2 separate regions of the Arabidopsis thaliana genome follow, and region 2 is linked to region 1. The links are chromatin contacts, called in public ChIA-PET maps. All regions are on one chromosome and are shown on one strand. The core of a region is the stretch at or near the end of the contact, and the rest is flanking DNA. Distances in the headings are between cores, read along the strand shown. Region 1 holds the start of PBA1 (N-terminal nucleophile aminohydrolases (Ntn hydrolases) superfamily protein). Region 2 holds the start of AT4G31420 (Zinc finger protein 622).

Region 1 (5,757 bases), core at 1,187-3,686:
GGTCACTAAAAAAGAACTGAAAATCAATTTCGGAGAAGATGGCTAACATTTCTACTGGATCGATTCGAGAACAGAGGAATTAAAACCATAGCCATAAGAAACACGATATCCGTTTAAAACAGAAAGATCGGGTCATTCATTACAACAGAACCTCAAACAGAGTTTAAAGTCTTAAAGACACTGGAAACTGTAATGAAATATCTAAAATGTTTGCCCAACAGAGTAAGATAATGATCGTTGTTTGCAGATCACATGGCCATTGGTTCAGGACCAGCAGCGTTCAGAATGTCTAAGAGTGAGTTTTGGGGCTCCAATTCTTCGTGCCAAAGCTGCAACTTATCTCCAGGGTAAAAGTTTCTCGTCACTCCCTCTGAGTTGATCTGTTCAAAAACATCAAAAACAGTTTGCCAATTAAGTACCATTAAGGAGGTTACATAAGTTTCGCTTCAGCGAGCTTCTGGTCAGAGAAAGATCTTACTATGACAGTCCGTACGACACCACCACTGGCTCCATCACGGGCGATGGCTAGTGAAACCGCCTTCACAACAAGTTGCTGCAATATAAATACACAAGCGTAAATACAATAGCAACGACCAGTTATACAAATGGGGTTTGTGAGATTTTTGCATATGCAGATACAGTGATGTGAACCGCGTTACCTCTGCTTCTTCTTTGGTCATGTTATCTTTCCAAGCCTGGTCGAAGAACCCGTAGAGATAGCTCGAACCAGAGCCTACACAAACACACACAATTCCATTAGTTGTTAACAGAAGCAAAGGGACCATTCAAGTTAGTAAATAGCAAAGACCAATTAATCGAATACATCTTTGTTAAAACCTAAATATCATAAGACTCATAACAATATAGTTTTTACCTCCAATGGCAAACGGTTGCTCGACTACAGTTCCACCGAGTGGGATCCCGTAGATCTTCCCACCCTCATATTTATCCCATCCTCCAACGATGAGACCAGTTTGGAGCATGTTCTGCTCAACAAAGACATACAATGTTTCAGTTAACAATCCATGTAATCAAAACAAGGAATCACCATACAATAACAAACTGGATATGATTTGGAGTATAGAAAACTGAGATACTTCTTGAGCACTACATACAGTAGCATTACAACAGAGACTTTCTACATTTCCATTAATAGTGTTCGTACTTTAGACTAGAGAACAACCATAACAGTAACACTACGAACAACAAGAGATTCATAAATACTAGCATCCTAGGTTTGACATGTAACATCAATCTCTATGCCCCAAAATTTTCAGCTTTAGTCATAATAAAGCAATAAAAACATAAGCAAACTGTCATATTTCCCAGGGTCAAACTTCCAAACAAAAGTTATCCGTGATTGAGTCGAGTATGGGTATGTTTTCTCTACAAGAAAATGGAACAACATCCACATTCCTCACTACTCTTAGTCTAAATTGCTGGTAAAACAACCAAACCAAACGGCAAGCTTAAAAGCAAACTTGTACCTTGTTATTATATGCGAGCATCCTGATAAGGTTGGCAGAAACCTTAACAGTTGCGGGTTGTCCATGCTGAATTCTGCAAATCATAAGAAAACGAATTATTAAATCATCCGGATATATAAGATAGCATAAGTATCAAGTCATGCAGCTTCGTCAATCAAGACACTCACGTATGCTGGTGAAGGAAGTAGCGGACATAGTCAGATACAACTTGAGAATCAGCAGCCTGCAAAAGGAACAAGAAGAGAGCTTGTTGTAATCAATATCCCATTTGCAAGTAAATCAAGAACAACAAACATTCGAGTAAGAAACCCAGTAAGCAAAAGAGATTCAATAAGAAGTCTAGCAAGCTAAACAGTTTCCACAGCAGAACAGGTCAAACAAAAACAAAAATGAAATCCCTAAGAGAGATTATTACCGATCCAGAGCGGCAGACGTAGACATTATCTGTCAGTTGTGTAATCTTATCAGAAGCTCGATTCGCTACGTACATACCTGCGCGAGTAATTTACAACAGATCCCAAATTTAACAGCTTTCTCTAAATTACCCAAATAGAACAATCGATTAGGATTATTCTTTGTTCCGATTGAAACGAAAACAAAACTCAAATACAAACCCAACGAAGAGGAACTAAAACCCTAGAAAAGTAGAGAAGGGGGGAAATCTCACCGGTGCTGGTACGTGAGTCGGCTCCGAGGACGACACCTCCATTGTAAGTGACGCCGATGATGGTCGTTCCCATGGAGTGAGGTGCATCGAGATTGAGATCCATTGCTGTAGAATTGGAAACTTGTCAGAAACGAAACGAATCGCTGAGTTTTGCGAGTATAAATTAGATTCCGGTGATGACTGATGAGAAGAAGAAGCTTGAAAAAGAAGAAGAACTCTGGCTTATACCCCAAGTCGGCCTCTCTCCTTTCTTTTTTTTGGTTTTACTTTTTTTTTTTGTTTTGTTAGGCGACAGATAAAAAACGTGAAAGCCCAATATCTATTTGTCCTCATGGACCTTCCAAATAAAAGCCCAATACATATTTGTCCTCATGGCCCTTCCAAATACAAGCCCAATACCTACTTGTCCATGGATCTTCCAAATACAAGCTCGATACACATTTCAGTTATTTGCTCCCACGGTGAAGGAATTAGGAATGTTATCAAGTTTTCTCTAAGGTTTTGCATTTTGTTGAAATGTGACGTATGTTGTTCGATCTTACGTTAGTTTATAAACTTTGTTTTAGCTTTAATCTTCTTCAAAAGGTGCACAAGTAGGCACTCGTTAGGACAACACACAAGACAACAAAGTTCGAAACACACAAAGATTACACTTCTCTACTCAGAAAACAAACTTACTTTGTTATTATTATTAAAAAAAAGACCTGATTTCACTCATCTCTAAAGCCAATTAAGAAGAAAACTACAAGAGTTATATTGTAGTGGCAACAGCTTCTGGATGATGAGGTAGTATCTGATGAGCCGTGGGGACATTGTTCTTCGACTTGTTAGCTACACGGCTTGCTCTTGATTCCTTCACCGGTGTCACCTTCTTAGTCGAGGACTCGGCCAGAACCTTCCTCACCTCGTTTGCCAGCTCTATAACATAGTCCTCCTCATGCCCTGTGTGAAATAAAAAATGGCTTAACACATCAAAAACAATGTCTCTCTTAAAACCATCAAGGTCAGAACCTTTGACTACAAAGCCTGGGCAGATGTTCTATTCATATAAAGACTTCAAATGGAGCTTGGACTAACCAATGTCGTGCATTGCCTTCTCGAGCAGGAAGAGATAATCTCTGTTGTTACCACATGGTCCATTGGCTGTCGCGATTTGTCTTTGAATATACAAAATAACAGCTAAGTGTGAGGACAAGAATCTGGCACATAAACTAAAGGAACAGAAGAAATTGGGCTGGAAGCTAAGTGTATACCTTGCCATGTCTTCTAATGGCGCAGGTCCGAGATAATACTTGTTGGAGACCTTGTCAGGAGTAGAAGTGAATCTGAAGATTGTAAAGAAATGCATCCATCAAAATCACAACACAAAGATTTGTAGAAGAAAATAAAAATCGATGTGAGAACAGCTGTTGATGGATCCGTGTCATAGGAAACAACTTACACTATCACTCCAGTTACAGCTGGCTTTAGAGGATCATCTTCCTGTGTAAGGAAGAAACTTTTGAGGTCAATTTTTAGTAGCATAAGGAATAATAGGCTTATTCAATAATCTCGGCTGAGTCCTGACTCACCTTGTAAAAGTCTACACTTGTCTTGAGATCATATTCACACTCTCTACGTTCCAAGTACTGTGTACAAATAGAAAGATCAACACAAAGGCATGACCATGATACATCAAGCGATCTAGTTTTCAGATGCAAGGACATACCTCCATAGCCAGACGTTCTTTTTCTGGTCCTCCACGGACACAGAATGCAGTACCCCACTGTCAAGAAAGTATTGGAATGTTAGTAAGAAAAGAATAATGTGTGAGTAACAAGCAGGCCTCATGAACAGACTCTAAGATCCTATACACATATTAAGAATAGCTACTTACGCATATGGCTTCTTCAGCTTTCTCGAGGGTGCAAGTTCTTGCAGGGTGTTCTGGTGTACCTCTATGATCAATGCAAGCTACCAAGTCAAATCAAAACACAAATCAATCAATCAATAATCAACAGCTGGGACGAATAGATAAATCAATCAAATACGCAAAGAACCAAAACTGTTATCTTAACAGAAAAGGGTTACCAAGATCAAAGACACGTTTATATCCCTTGATGAAACCTAACACTTTCTCATCGTAGTGAAATCCTGGGTTCCACACAAGAGAGCCATAGCCAAAGACCCACATCACCATTTTCTGCAGTTAATTGCTGTACATACACACACACAAAAAAAAAGACAAAATCTAAGATTTAGACACAAATCATGATTTTGTGGATGGTAAATGCCAGAAAAAGGCACCATGTAGTAAAGACAAGACAAGAGCTAAACAAGTAAGACAAATCACGATGGACCAGCGTTTCTATTGTCACTTCCTCTTTAAATGTAAACAGATAAGCTCAAATATTGGGTTCTCTTCAGGACAGCTCAGAGTTCATAAAAGAATCAAATCTTCTCCCTTTCTTTATTTTGAAAAGCAAGGAAGATTTTCTAGGTAGGTTATGCGTTCCATAGCAATGGTGGTGCAGTTATAACCCGTAAATGACATGAATGAACAAACTTTTGGAACAAAGACAAAAATCTAGTAAACAGTGTTCCCAAATTCTAGAAAGAAGGGAAAAAGGTATTGACTTTTTCTAGCCAGATTTGGTGCAATAATCATATAATCAAACAGAACAGTAAGAACATTTCCTGAACTACAATAAACATAAACACGAGACAGAGAAAATCGCTGAGAACAGAAGCTACTTTAACCAAAATGAGTAAGATGAATAAAAATCAAAACTTTACCCTGGAACACGATCTTCGTGAAGAGAAAAATCAATCCCACCGTGAGACAAGATCTCCTCTCTTAATTAGATGATCCGAGAAAAGCTGAGAAACTCGTGGGAGGAAGAGAGATTGCAGAGAAAAGGGTTGAGCGAACGGCGTCGTTTCGGTTCGTATGGAGCTGGTAATGGTAATGAGACCACTAAGCTCCTTCTCTCCCTCCTTCTCTCTCTCTCTCGGAATCTCTTTCTCTCTGCTCTGCTTCTCGAGATGTATCTTAATGAGGAGGAGGCGATGTGTGGGAAGAAGAGCATTTATAGAGAGAGAGATGGAGACCGAACCGTATTGTTCATGCCACGCATGTTTTTTTTTTTTTTTTGTGTTCTGCAGATTTTTTGTCTGTTCCGTTTTCCATTCGTCACGTGACTGGCCGGTGAAGACGCTTGTTTCTAAAAGAAATATCTTTGTTCTCTAAACAAGGTATCTCATGTTAAGAAATTTTTAATCTAATTCATAAATTGAAATATTTGTTTTGTTTCTTATGGAAACTCATATATCCAAAATCTAGAATTTATTTGTTCATCTCACTATTTTTGAAGCCAAACACATTCCTAAAATATTCCAAGTTTCAAATAATTTGTCTACCTTGGTAGCTAAAGACAAAAAAGTGTTTTCCTTTTTTTTTTTATTGGCTTATTTAAAAAGTGTTAAAATTTGAATTTTGAGGCAAACAAAGACACAGTCACAAAAACACAAACGTCAGAATGTATTTGTTACACAAAGCCATATACATACATTGCCATCACCGACGTCACTGGTACATAAAAATAAGACTAAACTATCAAATGT
Region 2 (5,757 bases), core at 2,264-4,763, 59 kb before region 1:
TGTGGTGTTTCCGATAGTAGAAGTAGGTTGGATAAAATCGCCATCTTGATCATTGAAGTCATCTACAGCAGTTCCACTGTCGCATACAGTTGAAAAACTTCAGAAGATTGATATACTAAAAAACATATCTGTCAAAAAGAAACAAGGTACAATCTGTGTTGGAAGGATAAGCACAATAAAAAGAACCTTTGAGGAGCGGTATTCGTATCTTCAGATGGCTTGACTCCTTGTGTGGAGATAAATGTCTCCTCCAAACCAACTCCACCTAATCAGAACACATTAAATCCATGAGACAGAGTATAAAAAGCGAAGATGAGAGAGTGTATACAAATTAAGGATTAAGGGAGAAACTAACGAGATCTAGTGTGTAAAACTCCTGTTTCTTTGACGGCTTGATTAGCTTCCGTAGTCTTCACTCAAGTAAAACACACAAGGACACCAAAACAAGAAAGATTGGAACTGCAAGTTTTTTCTTGGTAATGAGAGACACATAGTGTAAAGAGTGCTTGATACCTGATTGTGCTCAGAGGTAGGTATGGCTGAATTTGGTAGAGCTCTGCTTTGTTCATTCCGTACAGCTGAAAGAACAGAAAAGAAGAGTTAATTTCAGTTTCAACTCATGTCTTACTGAAAAACTTCTTCCACGTGTGAATAAAGAAAGAAAAAAAACACCTCCATCAGCATTCAAAGACGAAGCATTTCCTTTGAGCATATCAGTCGCTAAAACATAGGGGCTGTATTTAGGTTCCAAAGAGGCTACACTACTGGGACTTTTAAGCATTTCCTCGGTTGCTTTAGCTCTGACTTTGCGAATTTCATCTTGAATATTCCATGACTGATTAGAACCGGACTTCCTTTTCAGCTGCATTTGGTAACCAATGTCAGAATGAATAAGGGTAAATTTGAGAGAGCCATTGAAAATACATATAACGGTATGCAACTTTTCTTTAGGAATAGCTGGAAATAGTGTCCCACAAATTCCTCGTGGTTATCTAACATAAACAATAGAAGTTAAGCAGAGAATTTTATCTCATAAACCAAGATGAAACGACTTCAGACTTTCAAACAACATTTGACCAAAAGAAAAGTATGCACTGCTGGAGAACTTAAAATTCTAACCTTGGATGAGGAAAAGTTTCCAGCGCTATAAGGAAGGGGTGTCCCTTGCACTCTTGCTGATGATGGTGATCGAAAATCTAAATTATTCGCAGCTGGAGATCCCCATGGCAGACGAGCTCGCATATAAGACTTGGCCACGTCCACAGGCGATCCAGCACCATCTTCAGTTGCCTGGAGATTTAAACTAATGGCTGAGATGGTGATCATCATTTAAAGTACAATGGAAAAAGAATACTGTGAAGCGAAGCTATCAGAAGTTGACCAAAATCATGTAAGTAAATGGTCTTCATAGTCAAAAGAAGAGCAACAATATGGATCTTTTGCATTTTAAGCGGACAAAAAGGTATTTCCCAATCAGGACATTTCAGAATTAACGTCACCAGATGGCCACACGCAGAATTCTGAACAACCTACTTTTGCAAGAGAGCTTTAAGTTGCTGATCACATGGATTGGCATATAACAATCAAATCATTTTACCCAAACAGAAGATGTCTCCTTCTATAATAATAATGGCTTAGAGCACGGAGACAAGATATCACAAAAAAGTTGATACCTGCAGGCTGCAGCAATTAGAACAGTTAAGAAGCAAGTTTCCAGAACTTACTTTATACTTTGAACTTGATCCTGATTTCTTCTCCTCCAACCATTTTCTTGCTTCCATGACAGCTGTATTGGACATTTCACCCACATTCACGTCTAGAAATAAAATAGAAAAGAAGACGTTATCACATAGACTAATCCGGTCTACTTGCACAGTCTACCATCAGTAACATACCGCTTGTCAATCCATAGTCATCATGACTCGTCTCAATAGCAGAGGGGACGCTGGGATGATCTACAACCCTAGCCTTGATGATATCTATTAACCTATCACCCTCTTCCCTGAAACAACATACACATGAATGAATAAGCAGGATACAAGATCAGCTTAGATTTGGTAACTACACACGTCTCAGAAAGATTCTTTAAGCTATGAGGTGTAAATAATAAGAATAGTCGAGGAGGCTGCTACTTATGATGTCCAAAAAGCCAGGCAGAGAAATACCTTGCAAATGTTTCTTGCAAGAGAAGCTGCTCAATTACACGCTTAGAACTGAGTCGTTGAATGCTTGGTTGCTGGGCACTCAGAAGGTCCTATTCACACAAGCACAAAAACTGAAATTATGCTTTTATAAAAAAAACTCTCAGTTGAAAACGTGTTAGCTTCACGAACTTTACTTCAAACAATTATCATAGGACTACAGTGGCATAGCAATCACCAAAACGAACAAGGTGGTTAGTACCTCTTCAGTAAAATCGGGATTGTTCTTCTCAACATCCTCATCACCATCAATATCTGCAAACAAAGAAGAAAACATATAAAAATCCATACATTAAAAGAATAAGACACAACAAAGCTGGTTGGTATTCTCAATCCCAGAACTACATTATATGAATAAAAATTAGAGCTTTAGAATTAGTATGAAGTTTATAGCTTAGAAGTAACCTAACTAAATAGAGTACAACAATGCTTAACTGCTCTTAAGTCCCACATATTAAAGGAAAGAGAAAATGGGAAAGCTTTAAGTCAAACTTCACATTTCAAACGAAACGGTAGCTTTCAGATTCGACCAGACAATAAACCAAAAATTCAAATTAATCCTATCTAAACTGAAATAAATGGTACAAACCTGAAGATGAATCCTCGTCCTCCTCCGAAGATGAGGAAGAGTCGGAGAAGACGACGGAAGAAATGAATTTTCCGGCGCCGGAAGCAATTACGCTGGCGGGTTTGTAAACGAGCCTGGAGATCCAACTAGGGTTTTGCTGAGGAGGATCTCGGGATCTCTGAACGGGGCGCTCACACGGCGTCCTGACAACAGCGGTGCGTCGTGGTCGAACAATTTTCCCACCGACTCGAGGCTGACCTGCTCCGGCGGCGTAACCGGAGACGGAATCCATGGTGAAAGTGAGAGGAGGAGGGAGAAGTTCGTTGTAGGAAATAATGAAAGTGTTGAGGAAAAATTGGTAATTTCTCGTTATTTGTCGTCTTCTTGTTTTTTTTTTTAATTGGGGGTGAATAGTTAGTTTCCTAAATTACAGGCCTGCGGTTAAAATTTCTTCCACTAATAAAATTAGGCAAAAACAAAACATTGCGATTAAAAAAAATTAATCGTAGTAAAATCATGTATTATATTCTTCTCTTTTCATATTTTGAACATATCACATGATGTTTAGATCTTATAAATGCAGTAATTTAATAGAGAGATTAGAATTTGGAAGAAAAAAAAGTTACATGATTAAACGAAGTAATTAATCAAGTTGTAAGTAGTTATTTTAAAAACAATATTAGAAAAATGTTTTTTGGTTACTCATACAGTAATACTTAATTCGTCAACTGTGTCAGTGTTACAAAAAGGCTAAAAGAATGGGCCAAATGGGCTACTCTTGTATCGGGTCAGGAACGGGTCAGTTCCAACCCGATCGGATCTAAAATGGGCGGGGCGCCTTCCTTTTCATTTTGATGGCAATCAATCATCATCAATCGACGCTTTTTTAGAGACAAACACGATCGCCGATCCATTTACGAGCCGTCGTTGCTCTACACATATCAACAACAAATCTTATCCTCCCAACTATCTTTTCTCTGATTTTCTTTTCTTCTCCAGTTTCCATTTCTAGAATCGATCGATATTGAAGGAGAGAAGATGCCTGGTTTAACATGTAACGCGTGTAACATGGAGTTCAAGGACGAAGAAGAACGTAACCTTCATTACAAATCCGATTGGCACCGCTACAATCTCAAGCGCAAGGTTTCATTTCTTCTGCTTTCTCTATCGAATTTGAACTCAAGCCTATCTGTTTCTCGGGAAAATCTTGCGTCGGTGATGAGATGAAAGTTTCTGAGAAACAGCTTTTCCATTTTGCTATCGAAATTGTTTAGTTAAGGTTATGGAATCGTAGAGTTTATATGAAAATTTGTTTTGAAGCTTATTCTACTAAGGAACAAGGATTTCAATAATCATAGATTTGGTTACTTCTAGGCATTTGAATCTTTGTATTTCTGTAATTTTTTATGTTAGGTGGCTGGAGTTCCTGGAGTTACAGAAGCCTTGTTTGAGGCTAGACAATCTGCTCTTGCTCAGGAGAAGAATAAATCAAATGAAGCACCTATGCTTTATACTTGTGCAATCTGTGCTAAAGGTTACAGGAGTTCCAAGGCTCATGAGCAGCATCTTCAGTCGCGTAGCCATGTTTTGCGGGTTTCACAAGGGACATCAATCAACGGAGAGGAGGATATAGCGATTATCAGGCAACTTCCTCGCCGTGTTCAACACAGGGGTTCCATTGATGATGATAGTGAAGATGAATGGGTGGAGGTTGATTCTGACGAGGAATTGGCTGCTGAAGAAGCCTCTGATTCTTTGTCTAAGTTGAATGTGAATGAGTCTGGATCTGCTGAAGATATGGATGATGATGGTGATGCAGATAAGTATGAGCTGGATCCAACCTGCTGTTTGATGTGTGACAAAAAACATAAGACCTTAGAGAGCTGTATGCTTCACATGCATAAGCATCATGGTTTCTTTATTCCCGATATTGAGTATCTCAAGGATCCTGAAGGGCTTCTCACTTACCTTGGTCTTAAGGTTTGGACTCATCAATTTACCATTCAGTGTTCGTTGTTGTCAAGCTTTGAAATTCTTACTCCTGTTTACTTATACATTGCTCATCATTTAGGTCAAGAGAGACTTCATGTGTCTGTACTGCAATGAGCTGTGCCGTCCATTCAGCAGCTTAGAAGCTGTAAGAAAACATATGGAAGCAAAGAGTCATTGCAAACTGCATTATGGTGATGGTGATGATGAAGAAGATGCTGAGCTAGAAGAGTTTTATGACTACAGCAGCAGGTTTCAACTCTCTTCTATCTCTGATTATTCTTGTTCTCGCCTGTATTCCTCGTTCTATGCCAAATCTTAATCCGCACCTTTCTTTGGAATATATGAATTGAGCAGCTATGTTGATGAAGCTGGAAAGCAAATTGTTGTATCTGGTGAAACAGACAATACTGTAGAACTCGTTGGTGGTTCTGAGCTCTTGATCACGGAGAAGTCCGAGAACACAACAACGTCTAAAACTCTCGGGTCCCGTGAATTCATGCGTTACTACAGACAGAAGCCACGCCCAACTTCTCAAGACAGCAACCAGATAATTGCCTCTTTATCTTCAAGGTTTGTTTTCTCCAAACCCGTTAATCATCCGAGTCTATCCAATCAGATAATCGGCAAGGTAAACTAAGGTTATTCCAACAAATGGTAAATTCTCAGGTACAAGAGCCTGGGTCTGAAGACAGTACCGTCGAAAGAGGAGACTTTGAGGATGAAAGTGCGCAAGGAGATGAGCAAGAGAGGCGAGACAATGCGTACCAAGATCGGAGTGAAGAGTAATGTCATAAGAAACTTGCCCAATAACGTCCCATATTAGTTTCTGTGTATGTGCCACTTGTTCTCAAGTGTTGGATTGTATGATGATTTCATGTACTTTTGAGTCTTTGACCAAGTTGTGTTGCTACTTGGTAATAAGAGTAAGCTTTAAAAAGAGTATGTTCACTGAAATAGAAATGTTAAAAATTAATACACGAACGTTGACTTCTGATT

The links. ChIA-PET counts read pairs in DNA pulled down with a chosen protein or histone mark.
Region 2: a contact with region 1 is called in an H3K4me3 ChIA-PET map of shoot, with 10 read pairs. The contact joins the promoter of AT4G31420 here to the promoter of PBA1 in region 1. A contact is called at or near these places in 3 of 26 Hi-C or Micro-C datasets (root, rosette leaf and shoot) and 1 of 2 datasets of contacts at active chromatin or transcription factors (shoot).

The regions. Positions count from the first base shown.
Region 1 is chr4:15,185,427-15,191,183 of TAIR10.1, reverse strand. PBA1 (N-terminal nucleophile aminohydrolases (Ntn hydrolases) superfamily protein) reads right to left here and starts at 2,436. Exons shown (of 9, transcript NM_001203950.1): 1 at 2,383-2,436; 2 at 2,155-2,259; 3 at 1,903-1,979; 4 at 1,655-1,710; 5 at 1,488-1,560; 6 at 875-986; 7 at 660-733; 8 at 479-553; 9 at 1-380. The coding sequence starts at 2,257. The coding sequence ends at 249. It overlaps AT4G31290 (ChaC-like family protein), which reads right to left and starts at 5,409. Exons shown (of 9, transcript NM_119278.6): 1 at 4,930-5,409; 2 at 4,225-4,349; 3 at 4,031-4,107; 4 at 3,863-3,919; 5 at 3,726-3,782; 6 at 3,596-3,636; 7 at 3,408-3,479; 8 at 3,232-3,311; 9 at 2,700-3,096. The coding sequence starts at 4,333. The coding sequence ends at 2,906. AT4G31280 reads left to right here and starts at 5,179. Exons shown (of 2, transcript NM_119277.1): 1 at 5,179-5,255; 2 at 5,299-5,383. The coding sequence starts at 5,179. The coding sequence ends at 5,383.
Region 2 is chr4:15,245,814-15,251,570 of TAIR10.1, reverse strand. It overlaps AT4G31420 (Zinc finger protein 622), which reads left to right and starts at 3,513. Exons shown (of 5, transcript NM_202923.2): 1 at 3,513-3,912; 2 at 4,183-4,749; 3 at 4,841-5,010; 4 at 5,113-5,331; 5 at 5,428-5,755. The coding sequence starts at 3,808. The coding sequence ends at 5,584. AT4G31430 (flocculation protein) reads right to left here and starts at 3,115. Exons shown (of 14, transcript NM_001036687.1): 1 at 2,791-3,115; 2 at 2,404-2,456; 3 at 2,166-2,254; 4 at 1,896-2,002; 5 at 1,725-1,816; 6 at 1,120-1,290; 7 at 673-862; 8 at 514-578; 9 at 356-410; 10 at 187-265; 11 at 1-76. The coding sequence starts at 3,061. AT4G31410 (E3 ubiquitin-protein ligase, putative (DUF1644)) reads right to left here. Exons shown (of 4, transcript NM_119290.3): 4 at 5,733-5,757.